2 separate regions of the Mus musculus genome follow, and region 2 is linked to region 1. The links are chromatin contacts, called in public HiCAR-type maps. All regions are on one chromosome and are shown on one strand. The core of a region is the stretch at or near the end of the contact, and the rest is flanking DNA. Distances in the headings are between cores, read along the strand shown. Region 1 overlaps Acss1 (acyl-CoA synthetase short-chain family member 1). Region 2 overlaps Snph (syntaphilin).

What was found. HiCAR-type assays count read pairs that join an accessible place to other places.
Region 2: a HiCAR-type map of astrocytes shows a contact between it and region 1, with 2.5 times the contacts expected there. The contact joins two enhancer-like sites. A contact is called at or near these places in 2 of 115 datasets of contacts at active chromatin or transcription factors (astrocytes and double positive thymocytes) and 1 of 9 other capture datasets (embryonic stem cells).

What each region holds. Positions count from the first base shown.
Region 1 is chr2:150,641,561-150,646,329 of GRCm38.p6, reverse strand. Acss1 (acyl-CoA synthetase short-chain family member 1) reads left to right here. Exons shown (of 14, transcript NM_080575.2): 3 at 3,419-3,618. The region is part of intron 1 of Gm52532 (a long non-coding RNA gene); the gene reads right to left. Among named protein-coding and RNA genes, the nearest start is that of E130215H24Rik, 24 kb to the left of the region's middle. Within about 2 kb of position 2,114, at least 107 of the 459 cell types and tissues checked have an H3K27ac peak or open chromatin away from gene starts, as enhancers often do. A contact at or near this core is called in astrocytes, where this site is marked.
Region 2 is chr2:151,603,367-151,608,135 of GRCm38.p6, reverse strand. The region is part of intron 2 of Snph (syntaphilin); the gene reads left to right. Among named protein-coding and RNA genes, the nearest start is that of Snph, 27 kb to the left of the region's middle. Within about 2 kb of position 2,660, at least 92 of the 459 cell types and tissues checked have an H3K27ac peak or open chromatin away from gene starts, as enhancers often do. A contact at or near this core is called in astrocytes, where this site is marked.

The sequences.
Region 1 (4,769 bases), core at 865-3,364:
TTATTCCAAAGCATGGGGAGCCTATTAGGATCTTGTTACATTAGCTTTTCTTGGGTAGATATGTCTGCTTGCTTATGGTAGATGGGGCAAAGCAACAGTTCTACTCCAGGCTAGTGTGGTGAAATAATGTTTATTAGAGTTATTTATAGAATCATGGGAGAGGGGTTTGTTACAGGAGCAGAAGCGATCCCCCCTCCACCCCAAACGTTTGCCATCACTGAAAAGTGCCACTTCAGCGTGCATGGCTACTTTTCAAACTCTATACACTGCTAGCACCCTCAAGATCACAAGCAGCTAGGGGAGAATTGCATAATCTGGGTCTGGGAAAGGGGGTGGTGCAGGAGGGAGGGGCTGGGGTCTCTAGTGAAGGTATAAAATTACTCCTTTCTATGAGAGAACAGTAGGGCCAGGCCTTGAGAGTGTCCTGTAGGTATTCACAGCTGCTCCAGTTAGCGGGGTAATGGTTGCTATGCCCAAAGGACATTGTTCCACAACAGATCCTCATCTTTGCTCAGACCCTTCTGGGTATCCAGGGAGACATCCCTCTAAGGGATAAAGGCTGAGGTCAGTACCTTCATCACAGGCAACACACCTCAAGGAAAGCACATTTGTCTTCTGAACTTTATGGCAAAAAGCAGCTTTGGGAGCTTCCCATGTTGATATGTGGCTCTCAATACTTTTTTTCTTTTTCTTTTTTCAAGACTGGATTTTTCTGTGTTATAGCTTTGGCTGTCCTGGAGTAAACCAGGCTGGCCTTGAACTCACACAGATCCACCTGCCTCTGCCTCCCAAGTGTTGGGGTTAAAGGCGTGCGCCACCATGGCCAGATGACTCAATATTTTCCTCAAAGCTCTTTGCTAAAGGTCACGGTCATAACATTACATGATGGTGTACTTGGTTTATGACCCTGCCCAGCCCATTTCTGTTGCTTCCGTTCTCTGAGGGTTATAAACAGCAGAATGAGTACATTTCATCACCAAGGAATCAGGCTTCATGGTTCAGTTACTGGTCCCCTGGGCTGTTTCTTCAAGATAGGGTGCAGGACCTGCTGTGCCTTGCTGGGAGAGAAAGCTGTGTCTAAGCAAACCTTGAGCTCTAGTGGGGTGGATACTAAAGAGGATGAGATTCTCAGTTAGTGTTTATTTCATGAACATGGAGAGCCAAAGTCAGCTTGTTGTTTCCTAAACACAACACACACCAATCAATATGATTCCTCCCTTGGGCTAGCATTTGGGAATGACTAGGAGGGAAAGAAGCTTTTGATACAGTCATTAAAACAACAACAAAAACACAAAAAACAAAACAAACAAAAAAACAAACAAACAAAAAACCCCCAAAACACCCCCCCCCTCCAAATAAACCAGCTTTGAGCTAGACATGGCTGTGCACACTTGTAAATCTAACACATTTGAAGTGACACAGGAGGTGGTGAGTTCCAGTGTAGCCTAAGCTATTTGGAGAGTTTCAGGTTAGCATGGGCTATGGGGTCCTATCTCAAAGCAACAAAAATCACTACCACTACCAAACTTTGAAAGAAAAATGAATGAATGAATGAATGAATGAATGAATGAATAACAGCTTCTTCCTCTCCTCCCTCTGAACTCTATTTCTAGCTGTTTCTTTTTTGGAACTCATCTGAGACTCTCAGGCTGTAGTTGTTTGGGGGTGGTGGTGGTATGTACTTACATTGTGTGACTTTAGGCAAGTGTCAGGTTGACTGCAGAACTTGTAGTAGGGTTGTGTCTGCTATAGGAAAGTTTTGCTATATAAATAGGCCACCGTCCTTCTTTCTCTAAACTGCTGCCCCTGGTCTGCAGGGTAAAGGCTGGGTTTCAACACCACTGGTCAGCAAGCAGGACACGCCATCTCTCTGAGCGCTGCCCAGGGCATAAGCGCTAGGGCTGTGAAAATGGAGCTGAAGGACTGCTGATCACAGCTGCTGTCTTAGCTGTGGGCAGGCTCCCCAGCAGAGAGGGGTGTTTCTGGGCCCTAGAGTCTATGGGAAGGGTCTGGGAAGTGTTCTTTCATTGTTAACTCAGGGAAAGGGTAGACCAGTGCCACTGAATGCCACCTTTGTCCTCTTTACAGCTTCAGGGAGAAAAGATGGAAGGGGCACTGGACTGAGCGGGGCAGGAGTGGCCAGCAGCTGGGCCAATCACAGCGTGGATGGGTATGAGGCTCAGCAGCTGGACCAATCACAGCGTCGATGGGCATGAGGCTCATTTGCATTCCTTTGCGGGATGGCTTCAGAAGAAACAAAGAGCTCCTTGAACGCAGGCTGAGAAGGCGGCTGTATTTTCATTCTGGTCTGGTTTCCCAGAGGCATCTTGTTGAATTTAGACTATTTTGAAGCCCTGTGGATAGGCAACTACGCTTTTCAAGGGCTTGGGGGGCTTGAAGCAGGGTCCCTCCCTGGGCCTGGCTCTGCCTTATTTAGAGCATCTTAGTGCAGCTCAGAGGGCAGGAATGTGGCCAGTGGTGGCCTCCCTCAGCCCAGAAAAAGGGCCTTTCTGAGTTAATTAATGTAAAAATTGTATAGAAAAGAGGGAAAATAGCTGTGTATCCATTTACCATGCCCAAGTTTAATGAGATAAGGCATTCAAAGAGCCTTGATGGGCACCACAGACTTACTTCTGTCCTGTCTCTGATTTTCTTCTCTTCTGCCTCCATAATGTGGCAGCTTTCCTATCCTATACTCCAGGTTTTCTTGGAGTTCAGTGTCATGAGCTATGATTAATAAAGGGTTATGATTATGAAAGGATCCTGAGTTAACTCGGAGCCAACCCAGCTTGCTATCTTTTGTTTGGCTGGCTAAATGTTGTGACCTGATGAAGGATTCATATCATGTAGATGCAGGTGTGTGTGTGTGTGTGTGTGTAGCCAATCTGTCACCTGCACCCCAACAGTACCTAACACAGACCCCTTCCTGTCAACTCTTCCCAGGGGTTACAGGCAGGGTAGTCATCTTTCTGTTGTTTTCTCTTCCCAGTCACTATGACTTCATTAAGTTGGCCCTTGTCCCACTGAGGTCTGAGTCCCTAACTAGAAGTGTTTCTTGGTGCCCTTGACTTCTGTGAATATAGAAGGCTGGGAGCCTTTTTTTCTCCTGCCAGAAGACTTTCTTTAAAAACCTGCCTTTTTTGTTTATTTGTTTGTTTGTTTGTTTGTTTGTTTTTGGAAGCCAACATTTTCAGAAGTCTTAGGAACGTGACCTCTCAGAAACCAAAATGGTTGTGAGGACATGATAAACCATGATGCACTTACATGGAAAACATTTCTATCTTGTCAAGCTGTAAATTCTTTCCTCCTGCACTGGAGTGGGAGACAGTACCTGCAGTCGGTGACTTGTCCCATGCTCCATTGTGCTGTACTGTGGCTCTCCCTTGTCTCTAATGACGTTTTCTTTTTTATGCTGTAGGGAGCTTCTGGAGACCACATGCCGCCTGGCCAATACACTGAAGAGACATGGAGTGCACCGAGGGGACCGTGTGGCCATCTACATGCCTGTGTCCCCACTGGCTGTGGCAGCAATGCTGGCCTGTGCCAGGATTGGAGCTATCCACACAGTGGTATTTGCTGGCTTTAGTGCAGAGTCCTTGGCTGGGAGGATCAATGATGGTAAGCATGGGTGGGCATGGGTGGAGCTAAGGAGTCCCCAGACCTTGGGCTCTCAGACAAGACTAATAGCACCCATTAGTAAGAAGTTGCTCAGACAAATGACAGGTGCCACCAGGGCAGGTCCATGGTTAATGAACAGGCCTAGATATGAATGTGAGGCCTAGAAGGCCTGGCAGGGCCACACTGCAGGTGAAAGGGTACAGGGGTGGAGGAGGCTTGAAAGGTACCAAGATTCAACAGCACTGGCAAGGAACAACACTGAAGGATGGAGAATACCTGTCTCCAGAAGCCTGGAGGAGTTGAGCATCATGTGGTTCATTGGTAAGACTTTCAGACCTATGGGGTATAGTGGCACACTCCTTTAAACCAAGCACTCAGGAGGCAAAGACAGGTGAGTCCCTGTGAGTTTGAGGCCAGTATGGTCCATATAGAGAGTTTCTACATAGAGATACCCTGCTTTAAAAGATAAACTTTCAGATTGCAGGTGGGTCTGAGTCCCTAGGAAGAAAAGCAGCAGTGTGTCCTTGGTTTTAGTGTTGTCAGAGAGCTGGGTGGGTGGGTGGACAGATGAATGGATAGATGAATAGATGGATGAATGGATGGATGAATGGATGGATGGATGGATGGATGGATGAATGGATGGATAGATGGATGGATGGATGAATGGATGGATAGATGGATGGTGGCACACTGTCTATATAGCTTGAGCCTTCTGTTTTCCATATACAGACCCTGGTCAGGCTCCTCACGGAAGGTTACAGGTTCTGGAAGCCACTGAAAGTTTATATGTGTCCTGTTTTTTTTCTTCTTCTTCTTAGTATACTTGCAGTTGCTCATTTCAAGAGAAGTACAATGAAGTGTGTGTGTGTGTGTGTGTGTGTGTGTGTGTGTGTGTGTGTTAGAATTGAGCTAAGACCAACACACCTCCATCCTTGGGTTTGTGAGACAGTATTCTCACTGGCCTCAGGCTTTTGGGGCAGGGATTATAGATGAACTTTGCCCATCAAATGCAACTGAAAATTTCATTTTTCTTATATATATATATATATATATATATATATATATATATATATATAAAGTTTATTGATTATGTATTAACCTTCATAGTCTTAAAATGGCTGCATAAGATTTCCTACCCACAGAACCGTGCC
Region 2 (4,769 bases), core at 1,411-3,910, 960 kb before region 1:
GAGGGTCTCAGGCTACTGCGTGCACTGTTCCTAGGCTGCAAGAAGAGACAGTTGGGAGAGGCAAGATCGGGGGTCTCTGGACAGAGCTTCTCCTTTGCTTATAAGAACAGTAGGAGCAGTCCTACTCAGGCTAGAGAGAGGGCACAGGAAGAATTCCTTGGAAGTAGAGTCCGTACTGTGCTCGCCTCTGGTCTCAGGTGAGGGCAGAGAGCTGGTTTTCCATCCTGCCCTGCTGCCACTGCCCAGCATTCTGGGCCACCCTCTCCCTTCTGGACCATGCCTATCCTTTGGCAACTATCCATTTAAAATAGAGATTGTATGGATTTATCTTGAATGGGATTTTAAATTTGATATGTAGTTCACGGACCATAAAATCTGAGAAATACACCACTCTGAGAATGTACTTACACGAAATTGTGTAACCAGCCCCATTATCTAATCCCTAAGCAACTGCATCGTCTTCCTTCAGAAGCCCCGCTCCTGTCAGCAGCTGCTCTTTATTACTTCTTGACAACCACTAAGTGGCTTCACTCAGTGGCTTCTTTCTGTCTGTCTGGATTTGCCCATGTTGGGTATTTTGTGTAAACCCACTTGTTCGTTCAGTACTTGTGTTTGCATCTGGCTTCTTTCACTTAATACAGTGTCTTCAGGGCTCACTCCCGTTGCAGCACATGTTGCTACCTCGTTTCTTCTAATGAGTGAAGTCCTGGTGCATACATGTGCTGCACCGCACATTATCTCCTACTGACAAGCTGCCTGCATCAACCCTGTGCACGGTGTTTCAATGCTTGCTTCGTTCCTTGGGAAATCTATCTGGCAGTGGAATTGCAGGCTCACAGGCCATCCCTGTTAGCTTTGTAAGGACTCACAAACTGTTTGCCATGGCAGTGTGGCTGTCGTATTCCCCACCAGACACACATGAGTTTCTCCATGCTCATAACAGTACTTGTTTCCTGGTTTGTTTGTTTGTTTTATAATAATCCTAGTGGATATGAAAATTTTGTATCTCGGAATTTTAACCTGTAAACACCCCTCTTGTTGGGGCGATTAGGCAGTACTTGAGATTGAGCCCAGGGTCTTTCACATACTCTGTAAGCCTCTGCTACATCCTTAGCCTCCAAATCCTTCTTTCGAAAATGGTCTTCCCCTGGGTTTTGTTCCCAGTATCCACACTGTGTGTCACAACCATTTGTAATGACATTCTAAGGGATCTAAAATCCTCTTCTGGCCCCCATGGGCACCAGGCACACATGTGATACACATATATATGTGTAAACACTCAGACACATAATAAAAATAAATCTTTTTAATTAAAAAAAAAGAAGAATTCTAAAAACAAACAAAAAAACCAAAATGGTCTTACTGGCCAGAGGAGATGTCTCGGTTGTAAGGTACAAGCTTCAGGGCTGAGTCTGCATCCCTAGTTTGTCATGGTGCACACCCAGAATCCCAGCCCTTGGGAGGCTGAAGCAGAAGGATTCTTGGGGTTTGTTGGCCAGACAGTCTAGATGAACTGGTGAGCTTTAGGTTCAGTGAGAAACCTTGTTTCAGAAAATAAGCCATTGAACAAGACACCCCACTTTGGCCTCTGGCTTCCACATATACACAAGTGCACATGTACAAACACACACACACACACACACACACACACACACACACACACACCTTACACCTTCAGACCTTCTAGTCAGTTTTTGTCCTTGTGACAAAAGATGTCAGCAAAGTGAAAAGGGGGAATTTTTGAACATAGTTTAAGTAGGATTAGCCTATGGGAGAGGGGCATAGCTGTTCACCTCACAGCAGCCCCACAGAGGGGAAAGAGAGACAGACAGACAGACTGATAGAACGAGAGGATAACTATATATACAGACTCTCTTCTTTCTTTTGCTCTGTGACCCAGCCTACGGGATGGAGCCCCCACATTCAGGGTGGCTTCCTCCTTTAGTTCCTCTGCTCTGGAATGCCCCCCCCCAGACACACCCAGAAGGGTGCATTCCTCATCCCCAGTGCTGACTATCACTAATCGCCGCACCTTGCGTGAGTAGAACCAATATGAGGACCCCATTGGCTGAAATGGAGGAGGAAGCCTGAGCCCACCCTGCCTAGCAGTCCAGAGCTAAGTTTCTTAGGTGGTGTGTAGATAGAGGCTTGGGACCGGTTCTGAGGCATCTGAGACTAGTCCTGTGGAGCTGCCTCAGCCCTCAAGCCTTTCCTGGTTACCTTGGAAACCCCTGCAGCGTTTAGCCAAGTTGTGGAACAGTCCTGCCACTGTTCTGGGGTTGCCACAGTGCGAACACAGAATCCAGTGGCTCTGTTGAGTGGTTTCAGTCCTGGGAGTGGCTTGTGCCAGAGACAGGAAGTGATCTGGTGAAGTACCCCCTCCCCCAACTCCTGCCAGCTTAAGTGCAGGAAGGCTGGACTCGAGTCTGCGGAGGGGGGGGGGGGGGATGAGACCGCCCTGAAACCTGCATAGTTTGGCCTGCCACCTCACTGGAGCTGCCCTGAAGTTCTAAGGTTGGAGGGTAGCTGCTGGCAAGCATCCGGGCCCGTTTCCATTTCCATCTCTGGCATTAGCATCCAAGGAGCACAAGTTGCTCTATCTGCCAGGGAAGGCTGGTCCAGGTTCTGCCTTGGCAGCGATGGGATCTTTCCCAAGCTCTGGTTGCCGTGCTCGGCTTTGCACAGCTGCTGGAGGCTGAGTCATAAGCTCAGCCTGTTCTGTTCTCTGGGGTTGCAGGGTTGCTTTCTTCTTTCATAGGTGGCTGATACTTTGTAGGTTGGGGGGGGGGAGATACCTTCAAAGGTATATTCTGGGACTGTCACTTAGAACACTGGCTGACCTGAGCACCTGGCTGCTCCCCATGTTGAGTAAGATGCCAGGATCTCCCAAGAGATGCAGCTTCCTGATCGTACAGCTTCGGAAACTGTGACCCAGAAGAGACAGCATCATATCCCAGTCCCTTGTTTTATAAACAGCCCTAAATGAGAATGTGGGACCCAGATACCCTAGAGACCATCTCGTCTAGCTTCATGATCTAGCACGGGGTTTTAAACCATTATATTATGAACAACTGTGTGTTGATTGTGTTTGTTCCTATGAAATACACCAGGGAACTTCAGCTAAGAGGCCAAGACAGGAAGGGATGAGAGCCAGTCCCTGTAGGAAGGCTGCAGAGCACAGGCTGAATACACAGACCTGGGGGGTGGGATGCAGTGGGCTGGCAAACAGCTCAAGCAGAGATATGGTGGTGCTTTGACAAGCAGAGCTCTCATTATGTACACATGCACACACACATGCACACATGCACACACACGCAGAGGAGGAAAAGAAAAGGGCGGAGGAGACTGTTGTAGGTGGAAAGGGTTTGATCACCAAGATTAAGTTTTTCCCACTTTGCTTCCATATAACCACAAGCTTCTGATAGATTTCAAACATGGTCCAGGTCTTTTCTCTGTTAATCTTGATGCTAACCCAGACCCATGCCCTCTTGCATTCACCCCTAGAAGGTTTTCACAGCTTCCTGCCTGCTCTCCTTTCCTCTGGTCCTGTCCTTTCCCTACAAACTCTACCCAGGGCTTCCTTGAATAAACGTCTGATGTGCCCATCTCCTTTGTGGGATAGCTCCATGCCTCCCTGTGGCCCACTGGACACGACCCTGGCCTACCAGGCTATGTGGCCTCACTCACTGATCCTCGCCTCTGAGCAGCTGTATTATTGAGTTACTTACTGCCTTTGGCCATGCCACCCTGTCTTCCCACTGGTGGACTCCTGCCCACCCTTCCAGACTCAACACACGTTTCTGATGGGAAGAAGGTTTTCTTGACCTTCCCGAGGCCACCAAAATGTCTTGGCTATTTCTTTTTTGAAGGTCATATCACACTTCAATTATCTACTTCCAGACCAGTGTCTGATCCTGTTCGTCCAGTGGCTCTTGTGTGGCAGAGCCGCCATCCATGCCATCTGCATGCACTGTTTCGTGTTACTTTCACGGTGCCCAGCGAGGAGGTGCCGCTCCCGGTGGGTGAGAGGCTGAATCTCAGCAGTAGCCAGACTTGCTGAGACACGCGTTCAGAGTACAAGAGCCAGAATTCAACCCCAGGTCTGTTCAGCCCTATTTCTGCAGCCTTTCAGCTCTTGCTCCTCATTATAAGCCCTTAGGCAGCACTGGGCATGGGGATGACCAATCAAAGAGGCAGATGTTTGTGCAGTTGCTATGGAGTGTGCACAATGGGGAAACAGGGACACTGGTGTGAAAAGGGGTGGGTGCCCTTGGGGTTGAAGGGACGAGAGATTGTTGGCTGTGCTCCCGTGACTTAGGGTTTCCTTTCACCTTCTATTCCAAGTGGCTGCCTCCAGCTGCCTGGGGACAGGCCTGTGGGACTCCAGGCTGAACAGGCAACGTGGCAATAAATGCCATGGCAACATGCCTCCTCTCTCGGGCTATGATGAGAGGGAGGAGTTAAGAAGACACAGGACACTCACTGGGGCCTCTGAGCAGGATCCTGAAGAGGAGGCACCCTATGGGACTGGGTGGCTTCTGCCTTCCCAAGAGGGACCCTGCCTGTGAGGTCCCATCCCAGCAGGGGAAATGCCACTTCTACTCTGCCCCAAATTAATAGCTGGTTCTGGCCTCCCAGGAGACTGTTAACTGTGTCCAGGTACAAATGCCACTCCATTCCCACCCACAGCCAGGGAGGAAGGAAAACAGAACTCAAGAGGAGGGAGAAACAGGTTGCCAAGCAAGGTGGTAGCAGAGGCAGCTGGGACA